2 separate regions of the Anser cygnoides genome follow, and region 1 is linked to region 2. Evidence: chromatin contacts called from public Hi-C data. All regions are on one chromosome and are shown on one strand. The core of a region is the stretch at or near the end of the contact, and the rest is flanking DNA. Distances in the headings are between cores, read along the strand shown. Region 1 has its middle 52 kb from the start of KIF23. Region 2 has its middle 75 kb from the start of TLE3.

Region 1 (6,513 bases), core at 3,438-5,937, 220 kb before region 2:
GGGTGGTGTCTGGGGCTGTCTGCTCCCCCGTGGCCTTCTGGCAGAGCTGTGGGGGGGATAACAGCCCCCCTGTTTGCATTGGGGTGCGCTGGAGGGAGGCACCCCGCAGGAGATTTGCGCCCCATGAGCTGCAGACTCCTCCTGCTGCTGCATCACGGCACGGAGACGTGGTTGGGGATGGCTACGAACGTCTCCAGCCCCCATCCTGCTGCTGGCTGTCTTTGTGGGGTTAGTCCTGGTGATCCTAAGGATCAGTGGGATTCACTGCACCAGGAGGCTGCTTCCCTCCGGCTCTCATTCCCTACCTGTAAAATCAAGGGTTAAGAGACGTGTGCACCTGCCAGACGAGATGAGACACGAGTTAATCAATGTATGCATGATATTTTGAGAACATAAAGTGCACGCATTAATAAATTATTGTTCTATTATAACTGAAGTGCTGCAGGCTCAGAACGACAGGGCTGCGGGATGCCGACCGAGCGTGATGTGACGTGGGAACAGCGGAGTGCTCCTGCCACTTGTTTGCACCCGTTATTCCAGTAATCACTTGTTGTTATATGATAAAACAGGATAATTGCCAGCTACTTTTTGGGAGGCAGCTATAAGCAACAATTGCGGACTATACAGCGGAGTGAATTCATTTTCTGCCATTTTGCTTTCTTTTCCGGTCTCTCTCAGGGTAAATAGGTTCCCGTGGCTCCTGCCATTTTCTATTCATTCCGGTCTTTGTTAGGAAAATGAAGCCGCAGAACTGAACACCCCTTCTGTTCTGTGGCTCGCAGCAGCTGCTTGTGGACGCTGGGTGCGTGGCTGGTGACGAGCCACCTTCGGTGCAAAGACGGCGCTCATCAGCCTTCACTGGCCACCAGCTCTGGCAGCTGGAGAAGTTTCCTCTTCTCCCTCTTATTTTGGGGTCTCCAAAGGCATGGCCTTCTGGCAGTGGTGGGGCAGGCGGCACGTGCACGGCGTGGTGGCAGCACGAGCCGAGGCTGGTGGAGGTGCTTGCGGGTGGCAGCAGCACTGGAAGTGGCCCGAACTTTCTGGAGGCTTTGGTGCTCCGAGTGAGCTTGGAAGTAATCTTATCTCTTTTGTTTTTGTGGTATCGCTGCTCCAGGAAGGGCCAGAGAGAGATTTAGAATTGCTCCAGATGAGGAAACATTAGAGCATCATCCAGGGCAGCACGTATTTTATTTCTGCCTATCTTAGTTATGCACTAAATCCATGGAAACTGGATGTATGGCAGGAGTGCTAGGACAACCTCACTCCTGTGCTGCTGCTGGCTGCTGCTGCAGTGCATTAGCAATGCATCTTTTCTTCCTTCCTTCCCCGCTTGTGCCTCTCTCAGCAGGAATGGGTGCTTCATGCGGCATCTCCCCTAAGGCGAGTGGCTGTTGTGCTAAAAACCCAGCAGCCCTGTGTTAAAGCACGCCCTGCCCTGGAATGCACCCCAGGCTCGCGGTCTCCCTGCCCGTGCCTCGAGGAATATCCGTAACGTCCACGCCGGGTCTGCTGAGGGGAATGAGGTGAAGCGCTGGGAAAAGCTCCTTTCAGCAGAGCTTTTGTGCCAGAAGCAAAGAAAAGCCCGGCAGAGCCGAGGCCCTTGCCCCTTGTCTCCACGCAGAGCACTTCTGCTGGCTCCGGCCTTCTTCCGCTCCAACTGACGGAGCGAGCGCGCCACGTTTTCCTTCCCAGCTTTGCAAAACGCTCGACTTCGGCTCAAAACTTTGGTCATCGATCTGAAAACCCTCCAAAATCCGTTTCCTGATAGGAACAAAACTTGGTGGTTTAGGCCTCAGGTGATGCGAAGCCTTCACCCAGGCAGAGCAGAGCAGTGCACGGGGACCCCGAGGCAGCCCGCGGCCCCACGCTGGCCCGGGCAGCCCCCCGAGGGGGAGCGCACACCAAAACACCTCGGTGGGGCTCGCAGTAAGCAGGTCGGCTTGTTCCTAGCCCCTGCTGCTGCAGGAGGCCGGGGGGGAGATGCGTTATCAGCTCCCTTCCAGCACCAGTTTGTTTTATGGTCGGTTGCACAAGCGGCTGCGACTGGAGCCATCGAGAGCCTCGCGGAGCCCTACCTAAGTAGCGCCAGGCATTAAAGAATAATGCTAATTTTTCTTAAGAGATGGCAGTGCTAATGGCTTTTTTGATTGCACTGTGTACTTCTGCTTGGCCAGCAAAGAGCAGGCAATTCCTAAGCGAGAAGGGGACATTTTGATGCTGGGGGGAAAGGGGGTAGGGACTCCTCGTGCCCCCACTAGGTGCCTGTTAATTGTTCCGTGCTGGGGGTGACATTTTCAGGTGGCAAGGACGGGCTGCCCACAGCCCAGCAGGGACACAAATCTCACTCGTGCCGGTCCCATTTTGTCCCTGGAGCCCCACAGAAGTGCCCCGGTGATTTGAGGGAGCAGGATGCGACCCACAGCAGGGCTGGAGGTGTGTGCATGGCACGGGTGGGCACAGCCGCGGGTGTGGAAACCCCCCCAAAACACGAGGGCTTGGCACACCGCCGTCCCCGCCTGCTCTTCACGGGTTTTGTGCGACTGCGAACGTGCGCTACTCGGGTTTAATAATTAATCGGGGCTTTATTTAAGTCCATCACTGCACTGCAGTAATGATTCATCAGATACCTTCTTATAATGTGTACAGTGTAATTTTTATTAGGAGGTACTTCTGAAGCGAAAGCTGGTTGTTACCTGGTTGTAGTCAAACACGTCATTAGTTACTAGGTATCGTGGGTCAACACACAGGCATAAAACAATCCCTTTTCTTCTCTTGCAATGATTAACCCACCTATCAACAGTGTCTGTTTAATATATATCACTATAAACAGTCATTATTTGCAAGAATAGCCAGATGGGCAGATAATTTAAAACATAACTCGGAATCTATTTTAGTTTTTAGAGGCCTAACTTAACAAAAAAAATCATAGAAATGCCCATGCAATCACACGCCCAATTTGTGTGCGTAATTACCTTGATTACATGTGTGCTTGTGGTAATTGTCACCGCAGATGGCATGGGGATGCATGAATGGTCACTTGTGCATGCAGAGCCGCTCCACATACCACACCAGGGTAATTGCAGATGCGAATTGAGTGCGCACCTCCTGCACCCACCCCCCCGCTGCAGAGCGCGGCACGGGGCGCTGCGTGGCCACCGCGCCCGGCTGCCCGCCCGTGGGTGCGTGGTGCAGGGACTAGGGTGCAAAAACGGGGAGGCGGGAGGAAGCTGTGGGTTCCTGCACAAGGCTGCGCTGCTCGGATGTGTGCCCTTGCTGCGAGGTGCCTCCTGCGTCTGGCAGCGAGCTGGCTGCTGGGGCTCGGTGGTGCTGGTGGGGTGCCACCACGTCGGCACTTTGCCTTGAGACAGGGCTGCCTCCGAACGCCTTTTGCAAGGCAGTTTCCTCTGCAGAGCGTGCAGGAGCCCCGCGAGAAGGCATGGCCTCATCCTGCCCCGAAGAGCACCGCCAAACTGGGCTTGTACCACCCCATTAGCACCCAAGCGCTGCCCTGCTGGCACACCCCAGTGCTCCCTGTTTGTACATCCCCGTGCTGGCACACCCCAGTGCTCCCCATTTGTGCACCCCCGTGCAGCTCCACCGGCGCGGCCACGTGCCGCCCCAGCAGCCTGGCCACCCGCCAGCAGCCCTCGAGGCCGCGGCTCCTGCTCGCCGCAAGCCCCTGTCCTCGGCTTAGAAGAATTAAAGATGCCTGATGCTGTGCTTATCAGGGGAGGAGAGAGAGACTTAGGAGGCAGTCTATCTAAAAGTTATTATTAATTTTTATTGCTGCATGGATTTAGAGATTTGGAAGAAGATAAATTCCAAACAGACATCCATTACCAAAGCGACAGTGTAGCTTAAAGATAACATTTACATTCTTACGGTGTTTATATATATCTGATCCCACTCAATCTGCTCCCTGTTCAAACTTTTTGCCACCTTCAGAAGGATCAATACCTACATCAAAGGTTATATGAAGGTGGCCAGATTCTTTTAAGCTGTTTGCATAGCCCTCAGTTTGCTGTGCTAACACAGGCTGGTACTTCTTCCAATAACTCTGTTTGCCTTGTATTAGGACTGTTTGCTGAAACACCTAGCAGAATCCAATAGAGGACAGACTTTCTAAACATTTGGTCACATCTGTCAATCAATAACACCAATCGGTTTCCTGATACAAACAGCAAACTCTGCCAAATCTAATATTTGCCCAAACTTTTACTGACTCTTGCTGGTTTAAAACAGTAAAAGGCAACTGAGCAGACATTAGTGCAGAAAGGTTCTCACTAATATTTAACTCTAGGCAAACAAAGAATAATTCCAGCAATGAAAGGAGCAAAAACAAACAGTGTAATTATTGTCCTCTTTTTATTTGAGATAATTTGCTTAAATGTACAGCTATTATCTGTTAATATGGTGAGGTATAATTAGAAGGGACAAAATACAGGTTTGGCTGACATAGGCACGCTCACACACAGGCACACAATGGTGCAGATTTCAACTCTTGAACCTTGCCCCTTGCGCTGAGATCATGTTTATGCAGGTGATCTTGGAACAAACACGGTGATGTTATCAGTGAATGGAAAACACCTGACTCGAAAACAAACAAAAAAAAAAAAAAAAGGAAAAAGTACTCAGAGGACTCCAGGCAAATCTGGATTCCAGATTAAAACAAAGAGGAACAATAGAGGCCAAATGTTTTTCTGGAGTGGCTGCCAGGCTGGGGTAGGCGGCTGGAAATTGGCTCAAGTCTCTTCCATAAAACCGGGACATGCTTTTAATCTGCATCTGAAAGAAAGCAGAGCAGGGCCAGAATCAGCACCCAAGAGGCGTGCTGGGACCGAGCGCCGGGTCCCATCCTGCAGGGGCACCCAGCACCCTCGGAGCGCCTCACTCCGGCCCCCAGGGGGGCACCGCGGCTCGGACCAGGGTGTCTGCCTGGGTGGTGGCTTGTGGCGGCGCAGATCATCTTTAATTCATCGTGTTGTGGAAGGAGGATAAGTGGGACAGATAATGATCTGCACAGTTTTCCTTTTTGGTAACCAAATATATCTTTGTGCTAAGTGACAATTATTCTAAAAGCTTCTTTTTTTTTGCAGCTAAGGTGCTCGGCTCCCGTGCCTCAAAGAGTCGTTTTCCCTCGGAAAGGAATCTAATTGGGCTCTGATCGAGAGCAGAAAATACCTAAAAGCTGCACAGAACAATATTTCACCCAGCTAACAGCCTTTTCATTTCGAATGCACAGCCTAACAATAAGTGCGACGTGTAGTCTCATCTCTAACACTTTGTTTATTACAGCGCGCTGCTAAATATTAGATAATGGTGGTTAGAGAACGCTTTCTGCAGGGGAAAACAAGTGAAGCAGAAAGCAGGCTCGCTGCCCGGCGTGCAAAGGAGATTACGCTGCAGATGCTGGGGACGATGCTGGGGGATGAGCAGTAAATGAGCACGAGCCGGCGCTGGCGGCCTCGGCTGGCCACTCGGGTTGAGCAGTGCTGCTCCTCTGCCCCAGTTTTGCTTGGTGGGCGGCTGTCAGCACTCGTGCCCGGCGTCCCGTGGCAGCTCAGCCCACGCAGTGCCCGCCAGCAGGGGTGAGAGGGTGCAGACGCCGCGTCCTGAGTCACCGCTCTTGCACCACCAGCCCTGGGCGCTGCGTTGGAATGGCCTCGGCGCATTCACGTGGCTGAGCCTGACCCTTCCTCGCCGGGAAAAATCGCCTAGGTTCAAGTTGGAGCTTCCTTGCCTTCAGAGCAGCCCTTCTGGTGGCATTTAGGGTGATGTCTGCTTGTCCTGATGGTAATTCGGGAGAGCTGCGGGTCACAGCAGCCTCTTCGCGCGGGCTTGCTAAGCAGGCGTAAGCGAAAGGGAAGTCTGCAGGTTATTCAGGGAGTAAAACCCCCGGCACAGAACCTTTCAGAGCACTGCAGACACGTGCGTGCGGCGTGCGTGGGCAAAGTGCACTGATAGGGACTCAAAGCCGCTGAGGTTTTTGGGGACCCCAAGGCCCGGAGCAGTGGCGGCTGCGAGCGCGGCGCGCGGCAGCAGATGGCAGTGGCAGCGTGCCGCCGCCCGCGCGGGCAGCCCTCGGTGCTGATTAACACGGCGAGCGCTCGGAGAGTGGCATGATTTGGGGCTGTGGGACCTGAAATGAACTCTCTCTTCCCTTGCCAAATGCCAGGTGGAAGTGTCTGCGTGGAACGGCACAGCCTGGGGCTCTGACATTCAGCCCGAGCGGAGAGGGTGAGAGGTGGGGATTGGTTTGACGGCGGCAGAGCCCACCCTGAGCTGGCGTGCGGATGCCATCGAGGGGGTTTGGCTCCATGGGGATACCTGGGCTGGCTCCAGCACTGCTGGTACTGCTGCTGTAGGGGCCTGGGGGCTGTTAGCACCTGGCTTCAGCCGCTTGGAAAGCCAAGCATAAGGGGTTTTGGGGTCCCAGGAGGAGCAGGAGGTCACACACAGCCACCGCTGTGCTGCTGGGGACATCTGGGAGGCCAAGGCAGAACCATCAGGATG
Region 2 (5,773 bases), core at 1,232-3,731:
AATAATAATAATTTGAGGTATCAGTACAGATCATTTGCGGCCTGCCTATTCCCCCGAGCAGGACTTGTGGATGTCGTGGGTGCCAGGCACGGCGGCGCTGCCGGTGAGGTTTGCAGACGTGGCCCAGGGAAGGAAGAGGCGGCGCAGAGCAGGGTGCCTGCCCTGGGCCTGCAGCACTAATTGTGGAGAGCAAGGGGAGGCGGAATACAGCCCGTTTCTTTAGCCAGGGGATTTACCAGGCATCATTTGCTACAGGTTAGCGTTGGCTGCCATAATGATCCAGCTCCTGAGATTACCTGTCAAGCCTCTGTGAATTTTAAATAAAAGGTAAAAGGGTTTAACTCGAACACGACACCTCTGTGCATACAGAAATAGCTCAGCTGCTGCTTTCCTACAGAGGCAGGTACGCTCCAGACCCTGGATCAACAGCGAGCAAAGCTACAAATCAAGGGCCAGACATGATTGCAAACATATTCTTCACTCTTTCCTTTCTTCTGCTACAAAGGAGATTGGAGGCACACATGGGCTTTGCTTACATCTCATTTCAAACAAAATATACAAGCATAAATAACGCTGGCTGACAGCTGGAAGGCTTTCTGATCACGCCGCGGAGGAGGACGACTGATGAGCAGCCCTGCTGCAGCGACAGCCGCTCCGGGGGCACGGCGAGCGCGCAGCCCCCAGCCCCCAGCCGGCCCCGGCGCCCCCACGGGCGCCCACCCCCGGCTTGCGGGGGGAGCTGAAGAGCGGCTTCAGGGACGTTTCCATCTCAAATCCCACAGGGAAACTCTGGGCCTGTGTTCTTACATGCAGCGTGCAGAAATCTGCGGAACCTGCAGCCAAGGGCGCGTGCAAGAAATCTGGGTAAAAAAGCCGATTATCGTCCGGACGCAGGGAGCGGGCGGTTTGTTGCTCACGCTCTTCCATCACCGAAACTTGGCGATTTCGCTGAAAACTGGTGGCACTTTCAAAAAAAACGCCCAGGCAGAATGTCACAGTCAGGTGGTGGCACAACTGACGCAGACGGAAAAATGCTCAACAGCCACTACACGAAAAAACTGCGATAAAAAAATCCCAAATGAAGAGCGTGAAGCACATCAGTCCTGCAGCGCTCGGCCAGCCGCGCCTTCACACCGGGGCTGTCCCTGGGGTTTATTTCATCCCCTTCCAGAAGCCGTTGTTATCTCCCCCATACCTCGGTGGTCTCCGAGTAGGGAAGGCGGGGAGCACAGCTTCCACATCGTGGCAGGTTTCGATGGAATTAATTTCTTCTTGGCTAGAACGGCCGAGGGCCCGAGGGGTTTCCACGCCGCCAGGACCCGAGGCACGTCCCAGCAGCGCATCCCCTGCAGGAGCTGTCCTGCCAAGAGCGGGGCCTGGAGAGGCTCTGAGGAGCTACCGCAAGCACTGCTGCTATTTTGCTGTTTTTCAAAGGCAAAGCGAAGGCTCTTTTTTTTTTTTCCCTCTAAACACACTCAAGGAAATGGATATATTATTTCAGCTGGAGTTCCCCAAAAACTTAAACAAGTTCAGCCCAAGGTGAGCTTTCAGCCTACACCATCCGAATTTGCTGAAACAATAATAAACGGGAGGCAGGGGCTAGCTGGAAAGCGCACAGCAAATCTCTGCGTGGGTGCTGCAGCTCCCGCCACCAGCAGCCCAGCCCCGTGGCCCTGCCTCAAGCACGAGGCATTACGTTGAGTTTTGCCACGAGAGCCTCTGAACCCAAACCCGCTCCTGGCGCAGTAATATTTGGGGGTAATACAAATATTACCCCAAATGGGGCAGGAGTGGGCTGCCAGGCCCTCTGCAGAGCGATGCTCGCGTCGGGGTGGGGAAGCGCATTTGCATTTCCCCGTATTAATGCAGGCATCCAGCTGGAAGATGGAGATGTCTTTTTAATGCACCTACATTTGAAGCCTGAATACATAATCTCCCTATTACATGTATACTTTATATATATGCGGCCATATAGCAGCGGTGATTTATGCGGGCGCGTTACACATGCAGAGGTTTGGGATCCCGGTGCACAGTGGGCAATGATTCTGCTTTTCCGTAGCTATTTATTTGCATAGCAGCGGCTGCGGATGATGAATACAGAGCGCTGCGGTCAGGGCGAGACCGCTGCTGAAATACAGCCCGGCTTCCCAAAGCCGCCGTGGCATTAATTATTAACTCCGTACAGGAGATTTGCCACTCTCCCAGCACCAGACACTAAAATAGTTTCGTACATAAAAGAGCATTAAGTGAAAGCTCGGGTAAAGCCGATCGCTCTGCAAAGAGACGTCCCGCTTTCAAGACCTATTGCTCGGCAGGAAAATTTACAATCCTTTAATTCCATTTACAACGCGGCAACACAAAAGGGAGCTGGAGACGGAGCCTGCAAGCGGAGAGACCGAAGGGGAAGAATAAAATAAACAGGACTCCGAGGGAGCCGGGATCGGGCCCGCACTCCGACATTCAGCTGCTCGTTAAATTCCAGCCGGGATTAGAGGCAGGAAAGTGCTGGGCACCGACCTCGCCGGTGCACAAAGGGAGGTATATTAAGTTATACGGGTTCCATCTTGTCCCTGTTCATGACTAGCTGTGTTGTATGTATCGGAGCAGCTCCCCGTAATTTGCTTATAAATAATTGACTTCTTCACTATTAAAATCTCTGGAGGGTCTCTCGGTTTATTCACAACAAGCCGCCTCGGCCTGCCGTGCAAATTAGCCCTTTCAAACCCGTCTCATCTCCAACAGAAACGTTATGAAGAGTGATTTTTTTATCCCCTGTAATAACCTTCAACTAACCTTTAAACTGAAGTGAATAATTTAAATCTTATTTTCATATCAATGGGGGAGTCAAGCCAAGCAATTATCTTTTATCTGTATACTCTGTCGTCAGCGAAGGCATAATAAAGTTTTCCCAAGTGGGCAGAGCGAAACAGGGAGAGAAAGAGAGAAAGAGAGAGAGATGGTATCTGAAGGCATTAACGCAACAATGAATTATTCAATAATGAGTACAAGATCTGCCATACCAGCGGCGCTCGCGCCTGCCCGGCGTTGGGTCGCAGCGCCCGGCCGGCGGCAGAGGCAGCGAGGGGTGCGCGGGGCTGGCACTGCCCGCGGGGTGCTGGGGAAAAAAGGGGAGGAAAAAGGAAAAATCCCCAAGCAGGGGGCTGGGGCAGGGGCGAGCGGGGCTGCAATTCCCCGCAGTGCTCATTAACATTCTGCCGAGCACTTTTCTCCCCGCGTCCCGCCGGACTGTCCATGATCTTTTTTTATTAATTCATAAAATATCGCACCCGTGATTGAGGCCGCTGATTACGGGAGCAGACAAACACGAGGGCTGGTGAAATATCGCATGTTTTATACCAAGCCTCGCCAAGTAGAAACACGGCCGTGGCATGAAATATTAATCCCTTCCCGGCCGTGGGCAGGGAGGAGAGGCACAGGCAGCCGGCGTCGGCAGAGCGGGGCTGGGGAGAAGCCTCCACCGGGAGAAAAAAACACCACAAAGCTCCTGCATCAGGCGTCCTTGCTAAAGTGCCCGAAGCCAGGGTCCCTCTTCCCATCGCTGAAGGTGGCTCGGAGCATCCTGCTCGGCCTGGGGTGGCTGCATCCCAAGCAGCATCCTCAGGACGTGGAGCGGCAGGGGCGAGGGCTTTGCTGCCGCTCGGTTTTGCCACCCGGCACCAGCAGAGGCTGGGAATCTGCCGGCTGCCGAGGAAATCCCACCGGGCTGGAGCCCGTTTGTGCTCGCTGCTCCAAACCGGCGAGGAGCTGGAATAATGCAAAGCGATCCAGCAGAGCGCTGGATTAGATGCCGGGGCAGCTCTGCCACCAAGCATTAAATATCTTCTTGTAATCTTTCCACTTAAACCAATGATTAAACAGATTTAGCAGATGATTAAACAAATAAAGATTAATGGAACAAGCAAAGTAATCAAATCTTTATGGGGGAATAAATGCGTGATTCAAAACAATATTAGGACAAATTGTCTAAAACTAACAGCGAATGTGTTGCTTTTGTCTAAACAGCGTTTGTTGTGTTCTCGCTTAGTTGCAATCAAAATATTTGCTCAAACCGGGATGGAGCTGAAAAACCTAAAATGCTATCACTGAGCTAACGGCAAGCAGCAGCTCTGCGGGACGCCCCGTGCCGGGACCAGCACCAACCCCTGTCCTGGGTGCAGACGGTGCTCAGCAACCTGCAGCGGCCTCAGGCCGCAGGAGGCATGGGACAGCCCCAGGGCATCCAGAGCACGGCCAAGGGGTGCTCGCAGGGCCCCCAGCCCCGCAGCAGCTCGTGCCAGCTCCCTCCTATGAGCTGTGTGGGAACTCACGGACTTGCTTTTATATATAAGCAGCAGCGCTGGGTTTTAGAGCTGTAAGCCTTTTTCTTTCATCAATTTTGCATATGGAAAGATCGTGTTTGCTCTAAATACTTTTGTTTTTAAAGCCTCTTAAATTTTTGAGATGAAAATAACGGGGGGGGGGGGGAGACATTTCCAGACAAACTGTCACAAGGCTGCAACCGCCAAGCGAACAGAAGCAAAGCTCCACCACCACAGCAGTTAATTAAGAGGGGAAGGAAACAAGGTGCCTAACGCAGAGATAATTGCGTATGTTCCACCACGGCACACGCGTGCCCGCACGCATGCACGCCCCCAGGACAGCCAGCACGTTTCCACCTGCGGCCGTCAGCGCTCTGCGGGGCCGTGGGGCTGCGGACTTGGGGTTCCCCGCACGCGCTGCCCAGATTTTGCCTTTTTATTCCGATGATGCTCTCAAACAAAGCCATAAACTCGACTCAGCGTCACAGGATGGAGCCAAATTGTTCGGTGCCACCGGCCTGGCACCGCTGCGAGAGCCACGGCGCCGCTGCAGGGGGCTGTGCACGGCCAGCTGCACCGGGAGCAGCTCCGGGGCGCAGCCCCCAAACCCGTGCGGAGCAGAAGACAGCCCTTCCCTCCAGGCCAGGGAAGCGCAGCAGCAGATCCAAGGCGCATGCTTCCAGGCCCGGAGAGCTCAGGGTGTGAATGCCATTTTGGAAAGCTTGGGGCCAAAAGCCATTTTCTGCCCACCCCCCTTCCCATGGGAGAAAAAGCCACCAGGAGCCCCAGACCCACTCCAGCTCCCACAGCCCCAGGCACAGCTGTGTTCGGATGCCCACCTGAAGCAATTGTTCTCCAAGGAGAAGCCCTGGTCCAGGGGGGTGCCAGCCCCTGTCTCCACCTCAACCTCTTCGTGCTGCCCTTCCCTGGCCCCTCAGTGTCTCCTCCTTGTTGTGCTCAGCTCCAGTGCGGCCCCCACAGCCCCTGCGTGGCTCCTGCCTTCCCCAGCTGGCCCGTGCAATGCGCACGGCTCGCCCAAGCTCGTTAGTGCCACCCTTATTAGTGTCAGAGCCTTGCCGGGAGCCGCATTCTGCTGCGAAAAGCCCGGCACTATCACGGCCGTCACGCACACTCCTGGGATGGCGCTGGAAACGAGGCTGCAATAAAGGAGTTTATTATTGCTGTTAAATTGGAAAATAAACATCTCGCCCAGCTCACAACATGTTCTCTTTCTCACGCCTGACGTTAACGGTAACATCAGAGCCACCCACCGCGGCACGGGTGCGAGCAGGGCGCAGCTGGGGGCCGCTCCCGGCTCCCGTCCTCCCCTCGGGGAGGTCCGAGCCTCCGACGGGACGCAGCTGAGCCGAGCCGAGGGGGGACGTGACTTTTCCAGGCTCGCAGCGAGAACCGGGGCTCAGCTCAGAGCTTCAGATGCAATTATTATTGCATCT

What was found. Hi-C and Micro-C count contacts between places; a contact is called where the count stands out from the background.
Region 1: a contact with region 2 is called in a Hi-C map of liver, with 6 times the contacts expected there. The contact joins two enhancer-like sites. A contact is called at or near these places in 2 of 7 Hi-C or Micro-C datasets (both in liver).

What each region holds. Positions count from the first base shown.
Region 1 is chr11:1,314,810-1,321,322 of Taihu_goose_T2T_genome, reverse strand. No RefSeq gene overlaps it. Among named protein-coding and RNA genes, the nearest start is that of KIF23, 52 kb to the left of the region's middle. Within about 2 kb of position 4,687, at least 2 of the 3 cell types and tissues checked have open chromatin away from gene starts, as enhancers often do. A contact at or near this core is called in liver, where this site is marked.
Region 2 is chr11:1,090,714-1,096,486 of Taihu_goose_T2T_genome, reverse strand. No RefSeq gene overlaps it. Among named protein-coding and RNA genes, the nearest start is that of TLE3, 75 kb to the left of the region's middle. Within about 2 kb of position 2,481, at least 2 of the 3 cell types and tissues checked have open chromatin away from gene starts, as enhancers often do. A contact at or near this core is called in liver, where this site is marked.